Regions from separate parts of the Mus musculus genome. Here regions 2, 3 and 4 are each linked to region 1. The links are chromatin contacts, called in public HiChIP or PLAC-seq and promoter capture Hi-C maps. All regions are on one chromosome and are shown on one strand. Each heading gives the region's core, a stretch centred on a gene start, on an enhancer-like site or on the middle of the called end of the contact. The rest is flanking DNA. Distances are from core to core; before and after follow the strand shown.

Region 1 (3,493 bases), core at 605-3,104:
AACTTAGTGTTCCAAATTCTATCATTCAGAATACTCCTTTGACATGTGACATCCGAGGAAAGAGTATGAGTTCACTATAAACTTCACTACATTATGAAACTTCATAAATGTTTAACAGCTGTATAAAGTTTTATTGTGTAAGTGTGCTGTGTTAACAAATCATAGGAGACTCCTCCTCTTCTTTTTCCGAGACAAGGTTTCTTCTCTGTGTAGCCTTGCAGGTGGTCTCCAACTCAGGGATCTGCCTGTATCTTTGCTGGGATTAAAGGTACCACCAGGCCGACAAAATTCTACTATAATCATTGCAGGAAATGTTCACTTAGAACACTGTCCACAGCTCTTATCCTAAGAATTTCTAGAAATGGAATTACTGGTACAAAAGATATGGCACCCTTTTAATATTCATTTTTGAATACACGTGTACAGACAGAGCTGGCCTTTATTGATATAATTTTCAAGATATATGTGTTTAAGTAATAACTTCTTAAAAGGAGTTGTTCTGTTTTGTTTTGTTTTACTCCAGGGTTAGTAAGTCTCAGTTGCACTAAGCCAGTAGATTCAATTTTGATTTTTATTTTCTTGCCATTCTATATTTTACTCCTCTCCATACCCAACTCCAAATGGCATGCTTATCTTGTCTCACCTTTGCCTTGACTGTCCTTTCTAGCCTGAATCTTGGAGGTGAAAGAAAAAAAATCCAGAACTGACCGTTGTCTTTATCTCGCTTGACTCCCATTTTCACTCAATTCCAAGTAATTCTTTTTTAAAAAAATTTTAAAATTTTTCTATTTTTTATTTTTTGGTTTTTCGAGACAGGGTTTCTCTGTATTTCTCTGGCTGTCCTGGAACTCACTCTGTAGACCAGGCTGGCCTCGAACTCAGAAATCCGCCTGCCTCTCTGCCTCCCAAGTGCTGGGATCAAAGGCGTGCACCACCACTGCCCGGGCCCCAAGTTTGTTTGTTTGTTTTTTTGAGACAGGGTTTCTCTGGATTTCTCTGTGTAGCCCTGGCTGTCCTGGAATTCGTTCTGTAGACCAGGCTGGCCTCGAACTCAGAAATCCACCTGCCTCTGCCTCCCAAGTGCTGGGATTAAAGGCGTGCGCCACCACCGCCCGGCTTGCTTTTTTTTTTCTTTTTTTCTTTTTTTTTTTTTTAATTTAGGAAACGCACAAGTCTCAAGTGCACCGGCTCTGTTTTTCCTAAGATAAGGTTCACAAACAGTATTACTTGGGTCCTTTAGAGGACTTTCACAATCCCACCGCTCATTCTATTCAGGTACATTGGATTAAGCATGCAAAGATCAGATGCCTGTCTCCTTCAATGTTTGGGGTGATCAATTTACTTGTGAGTCTCTAGGTTCCTAGTCTGGACTGCACTGGTGCTGAGCCGCAGGAAGGTCAAGTTCAAGTTGTCCGCCGTAGCAGACACCCACACCCTGGAGGGTCAATGCAGTCCCCAGTACTGCACAGTTTGCCTTCTTTAAGGTGTCTGCCCTTCTAATCCGCAGGTCCAGGGCGTTTCAAGGCCACAGGAAGGCGCTCGGGGCAACTGCCTCCCACCGCCCTGGGCTGCTTTCTTAAGGAGGGGTGGGCGGGGACGCCGCCGCCGCTGCTCTTCAATCTCAGGCAGGCTGCTTGCCGGGTCTCGAGCGGACTAGAGGCTGAGAGTCGGCCTCCCGGGGCCGCAGCGCGTTTCCGCCCGCCCCTCCCCCAGCAAACAGGAACCAGCACCGTCCCGGGTCCCGCGCTTCTCTGCTGCCCTCCACCGGGGGGACTGCCTTTTATAGACACTCCGGCCAATGAGCGCGCTCCTTTTCCTCGGCCCGCCCTCCCAGCCAATCGTCGCTTCCCTGGTGTAATCTTCGGCTCCTCGGCTGCTCTCGGCGATCTTCGCTGTTGCTGGCTTTTTCAGGAGCTGCTCGCTGGCAGCCCGAGACGCTGCTGCTTTTTTTTTTTTTCCGGGTTCGGAGCCATTCCGGATGCTTTAGGCTGCCGGATGTCTGATCTCCGGATAACTGAGGCGTTTCTGTACATGGATTATCTGGTAGGTGCGGGGCGCCGGCGGCATGTCGCCTCTCGGATCTCGCGGTGGCCCATGGCCCCCTGCCTGGAGCAGCAGCCTCTCGGCTTTCTTTCTTTGGGATGGGATGCCTTGGGTTGCTTTCTCCCGGGGCTGGCTCTGAGGGGCGGCGGCGGGGGGAGAGGACGGGCTGACAGGTAAAGGCGCGGAGGGGACCGGCGGGACTGCGGGAGATGGGGCCACGCTCCGCGCGCCTCTCCGCGCTCCCGGCGCAGGACTTTCTTTCCGGGGAAGCTGGAGTTTTCCGCTCTCCTCTTAGCAGAACTCCAAGAGCTATTAAAGAGCCATAAGCAGAATGGCTCGCTAAGTGCCTGGCAGGTCCGGTCATTTGGTCGTTATTAGATCTCTAAAGGAATGACCTGGGTCGTGGCGGGATTTTAAAAACACATTACCAGAAAGTAGACTGGACTAAACCACATTGCAACCCGGCCTGAGCAGGATTGGGCAGGGACAGGCATTGCCCCGCGGCTGTGGTTGTGGTGCACGCCGCTTTTGTGCATGGTGTGCATGGTTTGGCAATCGGTTTGAGATCAGCCCCGTGCTGGGAAGTTTAGGTAGGAAAAGTTTTTTTAGCACAGCGCTGGAACGGAACACTTAGACGTGTTTCTAGAATTGTGCAAGCCTCGTGTTTTCGTTCCAGAAATTGTATTTCCACAGAGCTGCCTGTTTGTGGTCAAGCAGATCCTTTTTGACATGAACCGTGTTCGATCCTGCCCATTTTCTGCGTGGATGGTGTCAGAACGAACGGCTGTTGCCATGCAGTGCTGAAGTAGAGGGTTAGAAGTGTTGGCCCTTCTGTCATCCTGTAGGACACATGGTTTTTCCACTGCAGATTGGCCTAGCAGAGATTTGTCAGTGCCTTCTAGGAATTACACTTAAGGCTGTACGGAGAAAGACCGAATACTTTCCAGACCAAGAAAGAGAGGGCTGCGTTGTAACGTTACCAGTGTATGAGGGTTTATTCAGGTGTGTAGAAACTGGCAAGGATGGAGACCAGTTAGTGCGCGACCTTGAGAACAGAGCCGAAGTCAGAGTCTCAGTTGAATTTTGGTTTTGCTGTCTATGTATTCATGGCAGTGACTTCTATCTTTGTCATAAAGGGGTGTTATCGCTGCGCCAGGTTAGGTGGGCTATCTGTGAACATTCTTTAAGCGTCCTTGTAGGTTGATGATTCTCAAATATGTCCAGGAGGCTATTTTGAAAGTTAAATGGTTGGTTGATTTGTAGTTTACCCATATCATGCTATGGCTATGTCTTGTAATCTGCCCCACAAAACGCCAGTTTGCTGAGAAAAAAAAATTACCAAATAAGAAGAAAGTATAGGGCATCTTACCTGTACTGCTAATTTTGGATACTTAGTGATTCGGAGAGGTATTCGGGGCGGGGGGTGGGGGGTGGGGTGGGGTGGATTCTC
Region 2 (3,493 bases), core at 632-3,131, 970 kb after region 1:
AAGTTTAGCAAGATTGAGAATGCTTTAAAAAAGAAATCTTCCAAATAGCAACTATCTTTCTGAATTTAGCATTTTTATCATCTTAACACACAATTCCAAAGGGAATAATTACCTAATAATATGTCATGTGACAAACTCCAGTTATAAAGTATGACAAGCAAGATTAAATTGATGTAATAAAAACGTGGTAATAATTTGTTTAACAAGCATCTCTGGTGCTCTGTGCTGATAACGTGTTGTGGAGTGTGTATTTTTAAAAAAGATGAATAAAAAGTCAGAAAGTCCACCAGCTCAAGGAGAAATACTACTTTGGCTCCACCAGCACGGGCTGAGTTAAAGTCTAAGATAGAAGTTACTTTAAGTTATGAATTCCATCTTCTTAGATGCAAGAGTAGTGTGCTGTTACACTATCAGATCACCACATGACTTTGCACATTGTCACTACAGAAAGACATCAGTGTCCTGCACTGAAAAAGCACTCTTAAAATGTTAACAAAAATGGTGACAAGGACAGCATCCCTTTTGACAAAAAAAGTTCACTTGGCCAGACTAGACCAGCAGTAATAAAGCACTCTGCTAAAAAGTCATAAAAATTGTACACATGTAAGATACACGGTGAACTCTGCTAACAAATTAAACACATGGGAACACAATTTCTCTGCTGGATCCTCATTAATAAATTTGTCTCTAAGAAAGTTGCTAGAGCATTTCAGGAGGGGGGTGGGGGGTGGGGTGGAACTCAAGATGCTGATCAGGACAAAACTCTTCCAAGCTTCACTTGGAATTCACAGGCACTGTGAGTAAGTGGGGAAGGGTGTGGACAGTCCGATCTTGCCCAAATCACAGAAAGATCTCTCCTGTCCCCTGTTTGTCTCACACTTGACCAGATTCTCCAAGTGACTCCCTTTGAGTCATTCTCTTCTTAATTTTTACAAACTCCACAGGGTATCAGTTATCAATTCCACTCTCACATTAAAAGCTTTCAAACAACTTGGGAGTTGAAAAACCTCCAAAAAGGCCCAGCCATCTTCCAGGGAATAATTTGCAGCTAGAAAGTCATGATTTTAATCTGCGTAGGACTCACTTTATAGACCATAAGGTGAGTTGATTAATAAACATCTTCACAAACTATTTATATTTTGTATATTTATCTACAGGGATAGGGTCAAGTTCAATTTGCCTAATTTCATTCTGTTATCTATCACTTTGTTATCTGTCATTAATAACCACAGCTACACATTATTTGTAGAGACCTCTGTCATCTTTCTAGTTTTCTAAACCCTTTTAAGGGAGATATTTTATTTTATTTTGTCAAAATTTATTTCTGCTTTTCTCGTCTCCAGTGGAGTGAGAAAACAAAGTGTTCTGTGGAAGAGAGGTATTTACTGTGCAGAGTCTGTCCTGTGACCTCAGCTGGACCCTTTAATTTGAATAGTATACAATAAAAGATTTGATTGTTTGGGCTGATAAAAACAACAGTGCTTAAAATAATGATTTTTTTTTGATAAATCAGTGCTTTATGAATGGGGAAAACAAATCCCAGAAGTACTTAAGAAAGGTGGCAGTTGTTCAAAAACATGTGGTACTTCACCCATACTTTAAGAACACAAAGAAAGCAAACATTTTAAGCATCTAAGATTCCTCCAAAACTCGCATCTTCCACATCACTCTTAAAAATCCCCTTTCTTTTTTTTCTGACTTTGAAACCTTTCCTGTATCTTTAAGACCATGCAATATTTCTTGTTTGTCTGTTCTTTCCCATGGTCATTGCCCAATGACACCAGGGCCAGCCAACTTCCATCCGCAAGGGTCTGAGTTTGCCCACAGCTATGTCTCCAACTGTCCTTGATTTCTGTTCTCTTCTGTTCTGTGTCCTCAGCTGCAGCTTGTCCCTGGAACTATTCCCAGTTTTAGGAAATAGTTGGGATAAGTTGACCCACAATACAGGAGGACTAGGAGAAAGATTTCTCCAGCCTTTTCTGACTCTTTGGACACGTGTGGAGTGGCGGGAGGAGTCAAGACCCAACCATGCCTTTCTGCTTGCTCCTTGAATCTTCTTCACTATAATCCCAAGCAGCAGATAATCCCTTTTACAGAGAAGGGAAATGAAATGCCAGTAAGTTAAATCACATACCCACAAGAATACAACCAGTGAGACTCAAAGCCAAGATTGGAATCCAGGCATGCCTGGCCCCTAGAACCCTGCTCTTTGATCTTGGCAGGGCATTGCATTGTAGACATCAAATGCTTACACATTAGAAGACAAATTAAGTGAAAGCCAAATAACTAATCAGTTGTATTTTACCTAACATAAGTAAACAAATTGCCTTGTAAATCCATTGTAGCTACTATCTTTTAAATAGCTGTATGCCAGGTATTGGTCTATGTACTTGATCTCAAAAATATGATGTATAAAAAGCTAGACATATTATTATTATTATTATTATTATTATCATCATCATCATCATCATCATCATCATCAAAAACTAGAGACAGGAGTACAGAATTATTAAGTATTTTACTCAGGTTCAGAGATCTGAGAGAAGGCATGGAAGTGAAGTTCCTCACACCCATTGCACTTTGGTTTTAGCTGGCTCTACTGTTGGTACATTCTAAAGTTTGCATTGTGGAAAGAATTGTTTGTGCACTATTCACTAAGCTTTCCTATCAGCTTTGAGAGGAAGACTGTTCCCTATTTTTTTATAGCTGAAGAATTTTTTTAAAATGCCCCCAAATAACTATTCAGGATGACTGGATAGGGTATTAATAACACCCCCGAAACAAACAAACAAAACCAAAAAAACCCTAAAACCCAAAAACAAAACCCTTCTCTTCCTTCTGGCAAGAACATTCATCTCTGGTTCCTCCTGAGCCTCCACATCCCTTCTGCAGTATTTAATCATTGGAGGAAAGGTATTTATTGCACTGAGTTCTGACTCTTGGTCACAGTTAAGTATTTGTGGTATTCACATTTATTTCTAGCTTCTCTTTGAAGGATTAAGAAAACCATTTTAATGCTTTGCATTTTAATTGCACACAAGTTGACTGTCATAGACAGACCATTAAAATGTCTGTCAGCAGCCACCTACTCCATCTTCCTGGAGTACGAAAATGTTTCTAATGTGACTGGTTTCCAGTAACCTAAGGCTATCTGGTCAACCTGAATAGTGCGCCTCTGCTGGCTCCCCTGGAAGTGCTACAGGCTCCGTCTGTGGTAGAATTGGAGGCACTCGCATGACTTTGAACCTGCTGTACTCTGTTGTCTGTTTAGTCCTCACTCCATACCCTGGCTCAAATGCTCTTTGTCCACAGGTTGTCTGATCTCTTCTCTTAGAAATGCCATATCCTGTTTGGGAATGAGCAGTCTCGAGATTTTTTGTTCTTTTCTCTTTCCCCACCCCCTCTCCATTTCAGGCCAGATTTTTGGACAATTTCCCTGTTTCATATTATAATTCCCAATTGTAACGGCATTCATATTTCCAAGTTGAACCTC
Region 3 (3,493 bases), core at 584-3,083, 810 kb before region 1:
GTTCAAGAGGACTCTACTATTTTGCATTTAAAAAGGACTTTCTCTTCAAGAGGGTCTCCCAACAACTGGAGTGGGAGCCGTCCCTGACTGTTGTCTGCTTGTGGCTGCCTTGTCTGGCCACAGCGGGAGAGCTTGTGCCCAGGCCTGCAGGGGCTTGGTGTGTCAGGATGGGTTAGTACTCAGAGGGAGAGGGCGGCCCCTTCTCAATGCAGGGAAGGAGGGGGAAGGGGCGATGTGAGGCGGTAACTGAGAGGAGGAGGAGCTGCGATAGGGATGTAAAGTGAATAAATAAAATAAATTAACGGGGGGGGGGGGAGTTTCAAGATTTCTCATCGATGTTACTTGACTCGCAAGGCAAGTAATATCCTTTTACAGACGACGAAATGGAGACCGAATAATGTCTTGCTGAACAAGATCATTAAATAGGTACACTCTGGATCCTACTGATGAGGTGCTTTGTGCTCTTTCCCGCTGGACCAAGAGGCAGAATCAGAGAGTTCCTAGATCCTTCCTCCTCACCCAGAAAACTCTTCTAGGAAGAGGTCTGCTATGTGGCCCCCTTGCTGTGGATTCGGTTGATCTCCCCGTAATGTTACCCATCAACAGCCTGAGAGGAGACAGAAAGCCAGGCACTTGCATGTAGAAAACTCCTCTCAGGTGATTCTCAGCAACCCCGCGTCACACAAGTGCTGCAATTTAAAGCGCCTTCAGAATCACAGAGAATAGAAACGGAGGCGAGAAGCTGAAATCCAGCCCTTTCCCCTCACCTGCTTCTCTGGCAAGTTTCTAGGGGGAGGATTTGCACGTGGACTCCAACAATTTCCAGCTGTCTTTGGAATCAGTGAGGACGGCCGCGTGTGCAGAACTCACAGCGCCTTAACGTCTCTTTTAGATCAGGACCGGAGTTTGGAGTACACGGGTTGAGAATGGAGAAGGTGTCACATTCTACCTTTCTCTCTTGTCCCCGCGCCTCCCCCTCCCCCAACTCTGCATTCCTTTGATTTCCCTCCATCCTACCCTGGGCACAAAGAATAACCTAGAAAGGTAGAGGGTTAAAAGCTAATGACCCAAAGCAGAACACACTGTGAGCAATTCCACAGAAATGCCACCTGTGACATTAAGGCCCTAAACGGCTGCAGCCTTGGCGTGTTTGGCTCGGGATGAAAAGTGCGGGGCAAAGTATCCAGAGGGCAGCGGGCTTGTGCGACGGTCATTTGAAGTAACTTCCTACGTTTTTGGATCACAAATACCTGTCTGACAGGACGGGCTCCCACATACTTAACAGACGTTAGCGACGCGCCAAAGTTCTCCTTCCCTGGGCCAGCGGAATGAAATAAAATAGTCGCAAATCAAGTCCTTTTATGGGTCACTGAAGAAAACCTAGCCTGATCTTGGTCCGGAGCTCAGAGGCGGACCCACCTGGATGAGGGTTGGCATAAAAGATGATCACACCAGGCCAGACAATCTAACCAAGGACCAGGTTCCCCGGAGCAGCCTTTCCCTTTTTCCGGGGGCGGCTGAACCGCTCAGACGGCCCATGGCTCCCCTAGGTGGCCAGTGATCTTTACGCTCTTCCACCGAGCTCAAGCAGCTGGCGCCAGGACCCGGGCTGCGGTTGCCACGGTGACGACAGACGCGCGGAGCCTGCAGCTGAAGGCGGGTGAGAGGCGGGAGTTGCAACGCCTCCTCCCCCTGCAACCAGCGCGGGGGCCACGCGTTGCTCGCACGCGAGGGGTGTGGCTCTGCCTCCGGGAAAGCGCGGCCCGTGGGCGGCTCGGGGCTCAGCCAGTGAGAGGCCGGGGGAGTGGTGGAGGGAAGGCACAGTCCGGGTACTTAGAGCTGCGCCGCCAGCGGGACCGGATCTTCCTCGCAGCTCTCGCGCCGACGCTCCGGGCGTCGTAGACGCTAGGAGCGCTACCCGATTGTAACATGGTTACCCCTTGCCCTGCCAGCCCGGGCAGCCCCGCCGCGGGAGCCGGGAGGCGAGACAGCCACCAGAACCTCCGCGCCCCAGTGAAGAAGAGCAGACGCCCGTGCCTCCGGAGAAAGAAGCCGCTGCGGCCGCTGAACGCGTGTTCGCTCCCGGGAGACTCGGGCGTCTGTGACCTTTTCGAGTCCCCCAGCTCCAGCTCGGACGGCGCCGACAGCCCCGCAGTGTCTGCGGCGCGGGACTGCAGCTCCCTACTCAACCCTGCCCAGCCCTTGACAGCGCTGGATCTCCAGACCTTCCGAGAATACGGCCAGAGCTGCTACGACTTCCGAAAGGCGCAGGAGAATCTTTTCCACCCGCGGGAGTCGCTGGCGCGCCAGCCACAAGTGAGGCGCTGGCAAGAGCCAGACCCGGGGCCGTCGCGCTTCTGTCTCTCCCAGGCTAGCTCGCTCTCTCCATGGCTGCTGGCTGCCCTTCGCACAGCCCTAGTCATTGCAGCCCATTATCTGCCATCAGTAGGAGCAATTGGGACCTTCAAGGATTGGCCCACTGACCTATTTAGATGGAGAAAGGTTGTGGGTGGAGAGGTGGATATCGGAAGTTATAGGGGGTGGGTAGAGGAGTTTTATTATAACGCAGTTCGACAGCTTCTACGTCAGATCCAGAACTCCTAAATTTGCTTGCACTTCTGTTTAAAAAAAAAACAAAAACTTTACCCCCCACCCCCCACCCCTTATAGTCCCTTTGACTTGCTGAGAGGGTTAGACTGGGTAGTGTGCCCTAATGCACTGTGCACAATACCAGGCGCGAGCCCAAACGTTCCCAGGCGTTCCGGAACGCCTGGTTTAAGGCAGGCCCGTACCTCCCCCCCTCCCCCCCACGTGCCTCCTATTTTTCAGTCATTTAGCGTTTTCCCCTTTGCCTCTCTGCCTCTCTGGATTGTTTTGTTCGGGCGCGCGCTTCAGCACACTCCCCCTCTCGCTCCCGGCCAGGTGACTGCCGAATCGCGCTGTAAACTGCTCAGCTGGCTCCTGCAAGTCCACCGCCAGTTCGGCCTCTCTTTCGAGTCGCTGTGTCTGACCGTGAATACTCTGGACCGTTTTCTCCTCACGACCCCTGTTGCTGCAGACTGCTTCCAGCTGCTCGGGGTCACCTGTCTGCTCATCGCTTGCAAGCAGGTACCACCAGGCGAAAGAGTGCGATGTGTTTGCAGCCAGCGCCCCCCTTCCCCAACTCGTGCATGGCTTAGGGCTGGGTTGCTTGGCTTATCTGGGCAGATGCTCGAAGATCTTTCCATGTCATAGCCTTAACTTCTCTTACCACTCACAGCAACAATCCTTTCAGACTACAAAGAGGTTAGGCTGTAGCTGGCCGCCCAACCAAAGCTTTGTGGTACTTGTCTCTGGAAAAGATGCTTTTAAAGTCAATCTCTCTCTCTCTCTCTCTCTCTCTCTCTCTCACACACACACACACACACACACATTTTAAAGTTGGGTTGTAGATAGAGAAGGTGCACTAGCAGCTGTGGGTGGGGGGAGAGGTTTCAGGAGCGGAATTGTGGAA
Region 4 (3,493 bases), core at 275-2,774, 550 kb before region 1:
GCATTTCCTTCTGTAACTCTCTTGTTCTGGGGAAGAGATAACTTGCTTGTCCATTCGGGCACGGACATGCTTTGATTTCAAGAGTGTCACCATTCCTACCAGGAAACTGAATGTAAGTAAATTGTACTTCTATGTATTCAAATATACTATTAAGTTGGACACCCTTACTCAAACAATTAGTTTTGTAAATAGAAGACTGAGCCAAAGCTCAGTATATAAGGATATCTTTCCCCCAGAGTCTTCTAACACTCTCTGGACTTCAGCAGACATGTACTTACGGTTTGGACTGTTGACAAGAGACTAGGAAGTCCCAGTGCTAACAGCCTGTTCTCAAATCCTCTCCTGTCCCCATTGCTTAGAGCAGGGATCTCACCCTTACCCCAAATGTTGTGCTACCATGTTTATCACAGCAGTTACAGGTGTGTGGAGATGGTGATCCCGTGACCTCTTTTTTTTTAAAGATTTATTTATCTTATTTATATGAGCACACTGTAGCTGTCTTCAGACACACAAGAAGAGGGCACCAGGCCAGGCAGTGGTGGCGCACGCCTTTAATCCCAGCACTTGGGAGGCAGAGGCAGGTGGATCTCTGAGTTCAAGGCCAGCCTGGTCTACAGAGTGAGTTCCAGGACAGCCAGAGCTACACAGAGAAACCCTGTCTCGAAAGATCCCATTATAGATGGTTGTGAACCATCATGCAGATCATGCAGTTGCTGGGAATTGAACTCAGGACCTCTGGAGGAGCAGTTGGTGCTCTTAACCACTGAGCCACCACTCCAGCCCTCCCTTGAGCTTCTCTGCAGCTTCTGTCAAAGGCAGCCTCACCTGTCTACACACTGTGCTGTACAAACATTTGTTCTCTGTATGTGCCACAGCAGGGGAAAAGGAGACCATTAACAAGGTCATGAGGTTAATTATCAAGGTTTAATTAAATTCCAGGTGTGTCCCCTGTTTGACATTGAGACAACATATTAGTGTTGTCATGCACAAAGTCCACACTTAAGAATCAAACAATTACAGCCCCATGCACGGTGGTGCAAGCCTATAGTCCCAGCAGGTGGGAAACAGAGGCAGGCAGATCTCTGTAAGTTTGAGGCCACCCTGGTCTACAAAGCAAGTCTAGGACACTCAGGGCTTGTTATACAGAGAAACATTGCCTTGAAAAACAAACAAACAAACAAACACACAAACAAACACACAACAAAACAATCAATTTAGTCAAGCCCCCAAAATTGCTCTTTCCAGATAGATCTCCTAATGTTATAAGTATGTTTACGGTTTATGTTGGGCAGCGTTCCTAGCCCTGAGTTCCGTGGAGCCTGTGGCCCACAGGCAGCACATGTCTGTCTGCACTGGCCTTTGAAACTTTTGTCAGCTTGCTCATGCCCTCTGCTTCCAGACTGATCTTCTAGTGCTCTACAATCTCAGGGCTATACTACACAGGGACTCCCCTCCCTCCCTTTCTCTCCCTTCCTCCTTCCTTTGTTCACATGGTGCTCTATCTCCCTGTCTCTGTCTCTGTCCCTCCCCCCTCTCTCCCTCCCTTCTCCTTTCCTTTTCCCTCCCTCCCTTTCTCTCCCTTCCTCTTTCCCTTGTTCACATGGTGCTCTATCTCCCTGTCTCTGTCTCTGTCTCTGTCTCTGTCTCTGTCTCTGTCTCTGTCTCTCTCTCTCTCTCTCTCTCTCTCTCTCTCTCTCTCTCTCTCTCTGTACGACCTACACATACACTCTTTGGATCAGTCCAGTGACTGCCTTGGCCTCCTTTGCTTTCCCAGCATCTTGTGACTCTGCAAAACAAAAGCTTCCACTTCCGCTTCCTCCTTGACACTGTCTGCCGCTGAAGCACTCTCCTTCCTGTGCACTCACAAGACATTTGCCACGTTTGCTTGTTACCTTCCCAGCCATTTGCCACATTCTGCCTCTGATGTTAGTTATTAGTGAGCGGTGGCCGTTTGGTTTATCTGTTTCCCTGCTCATTGGATGCAAATACAAAGGGGATAAAATTAGCACTCTTAATATTATACATCTACCATGTGCCAGGGCTTTGGGGGGGGAGGGGGGCTCTGTAAGTCTGACAGTGTGCAGTCTTCACAGTGTCCTCTGTGTGAGAGAAGCATGTTGTAGATGGAGAAGCTGAGGAACAACTAGGCTGGCTGCCTCTAGGCTAGGGAGTTTAATAAAGGAAGAGAGAAACTGCAGAGCAAAGTCCTGCTGGGTGGCTCTGCTGCTGGGCCTAGTGCTCACCCCATGCCTAGATCTAAGCCTGGAAGGGAGTGGGTGGAGCTTGGTGGAAGCCTGGTTTGTGATTTTGCTTCATGCACTGCTTCAGGTGATGGTAAAACCTTGGCAAGAGATCTGATCCACGGACATGAAAATCCTTCTCAGCAGAGAACGCCTCTCCCTAGAATCAAACCTAAGGCGTCCCAGGAACAAAGTGGGTAGATGGAAGCTATCTTTTCTTTGCTTGAAAAAGAATCTTCAGTTTAATACCAGGACCACATGTCTATAAATTAAAAAGATACTCTTTGGCTAAGTGCATGCCCTCCGCTCTTCCTACTCAGGCACTGTTTATCTTGTAATGGTTACATTCTGTTACTGTGCCTTGAGCAAAGGTTTGAAGGCAGTACTTAGATTAAATTAAGTCAGTCATTAATTTAACGGGGCAACTTTTTTAGCTACCGTGCCTTAGGTGGAGGGGCTGGTGGGGGTAGGGGGAGGTAACACAATATTTAAGAGGTAACAATATTTAATTTGCTGTATAAGCAAAAAGTGATGTCAAAATCATCTGAACATAAACAGAATTTTCAAGTTATTAAAAATGATTGTATCTAATATCTATGCCTGCGTGTTTGTGTTTGTGTTTGTGTGTGTGCATGAGTGTGCCAAAGGAGGTCAGAGGACATCTTCCAAGAGTCAGTTTTCCCTGTCACCCATGGCTCTGGTGATCCAACTGAGGATTATCAGACATATGAACCAAGTGCTTTTAACCTGCCAGTTTCCTGGCCCAGTCAATAGAATCTTTGCACAACCGACTCTCTTATACTTATATATATGGTGTCCAACTCAACTTGCAACTGCTTGACATTTTAAAGGAAAGGAGACGGAGAAAGAGAAGGAACGAAACACTGTTAACCTGTCTAAGTCGGCACAGTCCCTGAGGGACGTGCTAACAAATCATCAAACTGGTTTATGCTCTTTATTCAGAATGAAACTTGAGGGCGGGAGATGAAAAGAGGAGCGATCAGGTCCAAGAGAGTTCCTAGCACTGTAGCAAACAGAAACCGAGAGGTCTGCAAATGTGAACTTTTAGCTGCAACTTTCATTAATAAATAATCACCTGGAAGGTTCAGCAGCAGGTGAAGCTGCATCCCGGAGCATCACGCCCAAAGGAGCTCTGTGAAGGGATGGGATGGGGCTGTTAATATTTAGAACTGTCCGTGATGGGAGCTCTAGCTTTGTGTGTCTGATGACAATTGAAAGTGGGCAGTTGAGAG

The links. Promoter capture Hi-C pulls out the DNA fragments that hold promoters and counts their contacts. HiChIP or PLAC-seq counts read pairs in DNA pulled down with a chosen protein or histone mark.
Region 2: a promoter capture Hi-C map of liver shows a contact between it and region 1, with 7 times the contacts expected there. The contact joins the enhancer-like site here to the promoter of Arl15 in region 1. A contact is called at or near these places in 1 of 39 promoter capture datasets (liver) and 4 of 115 datasets of contacts at active chromatin or transcription factors (astrocytes, bone marrow-derived macrophages, embryonic forebrain and 1 more).
Region 3: a FOXA1 HiChIP or PLAC-seq map of pancreatic cancer cells shows a contact between it and region 1. The contact joins the promoter of Ccno here to the promoter of Arl15 in region 1. A contact is called at or near these places in 3 of 115 datasets of contacts at active chromatin or transcription factors (bone marrow-derived macrophages, memory CD8 T cells and pancreatic cancer cells).
Region 4: an H3K4me3 HiChIP or PLAC-seq map of bone marrow-derived macrophages shows a contact between it and region 1, with 5 times the contacts expected there. The contact joins the enhancer-like site here to the promoter of Arl15 in region 1. A contact is called at or near these places in 1 of 39 promoter capture datasets (hippocampal neurons), 4 of 115 datasets of contacts at active chromatin or transcription factors (bone marrow-derived macrophages, forebrain, large pre-B cells and 1 more) and 1 of 9 other capture datasets (embryonic stem cells).

What each region holds. Positions count from the first base shown.
Region 1 is chr13:113,792,654-113,796,146 of GRCm38.p6, forward strand. Arl15 (ADP-ribosylation factor-like 15) reads left to right here and starts at 1,855. Exons shown (of 5, transcript NM_172595.4): 1 at 1,855-2,043. The coding sequence starts at 1,996.
Region 2 is chr13:114,759,245-114,762,737 of GRCm38.p6, forward strand. No RefSeq gene overlaps it. Among named protein-coding and RNA genes, the nearest start is that of Gm34790, 57 kb to the right of the region's middle. Within about 2 kb of position 1,882, at least 18 of the 459 cell types and tissues checked have an H3K27ac peak or open chromatin away from gene starts, as enhancers often do. A contact at or near this core is called in liver, where this site is marked.
Region 3 is chr13:112,985,969-112,989,461 of GRCm38.p6, forward strand. It overlaps Ccno (cyclin O), which reads left to right and starts at 1,834. Exons shown (of 3, transcript NM_001081062.1): 1 at 1,834-2,316; 2 at 2,923-3,108. The coding sequence starts at 1,930.
Region 4 is chr13:113,240,512-113,244,004 of GRCm38.p6, forward strand. No RefSeq gene overlaps it. Among named protein-coding and RNA genes, the nearest start is that of Gm41069, 16 kb to the left of the region's middle. Within about 2 kb of position 1,525, at least 43 of the 459 cell types and tissues checked have an H3K27ac peak or open chromatin away from gene starts, as enhancers often do. A contact at or near this core is called in bone marrow-derived macrophages, where this site is marked.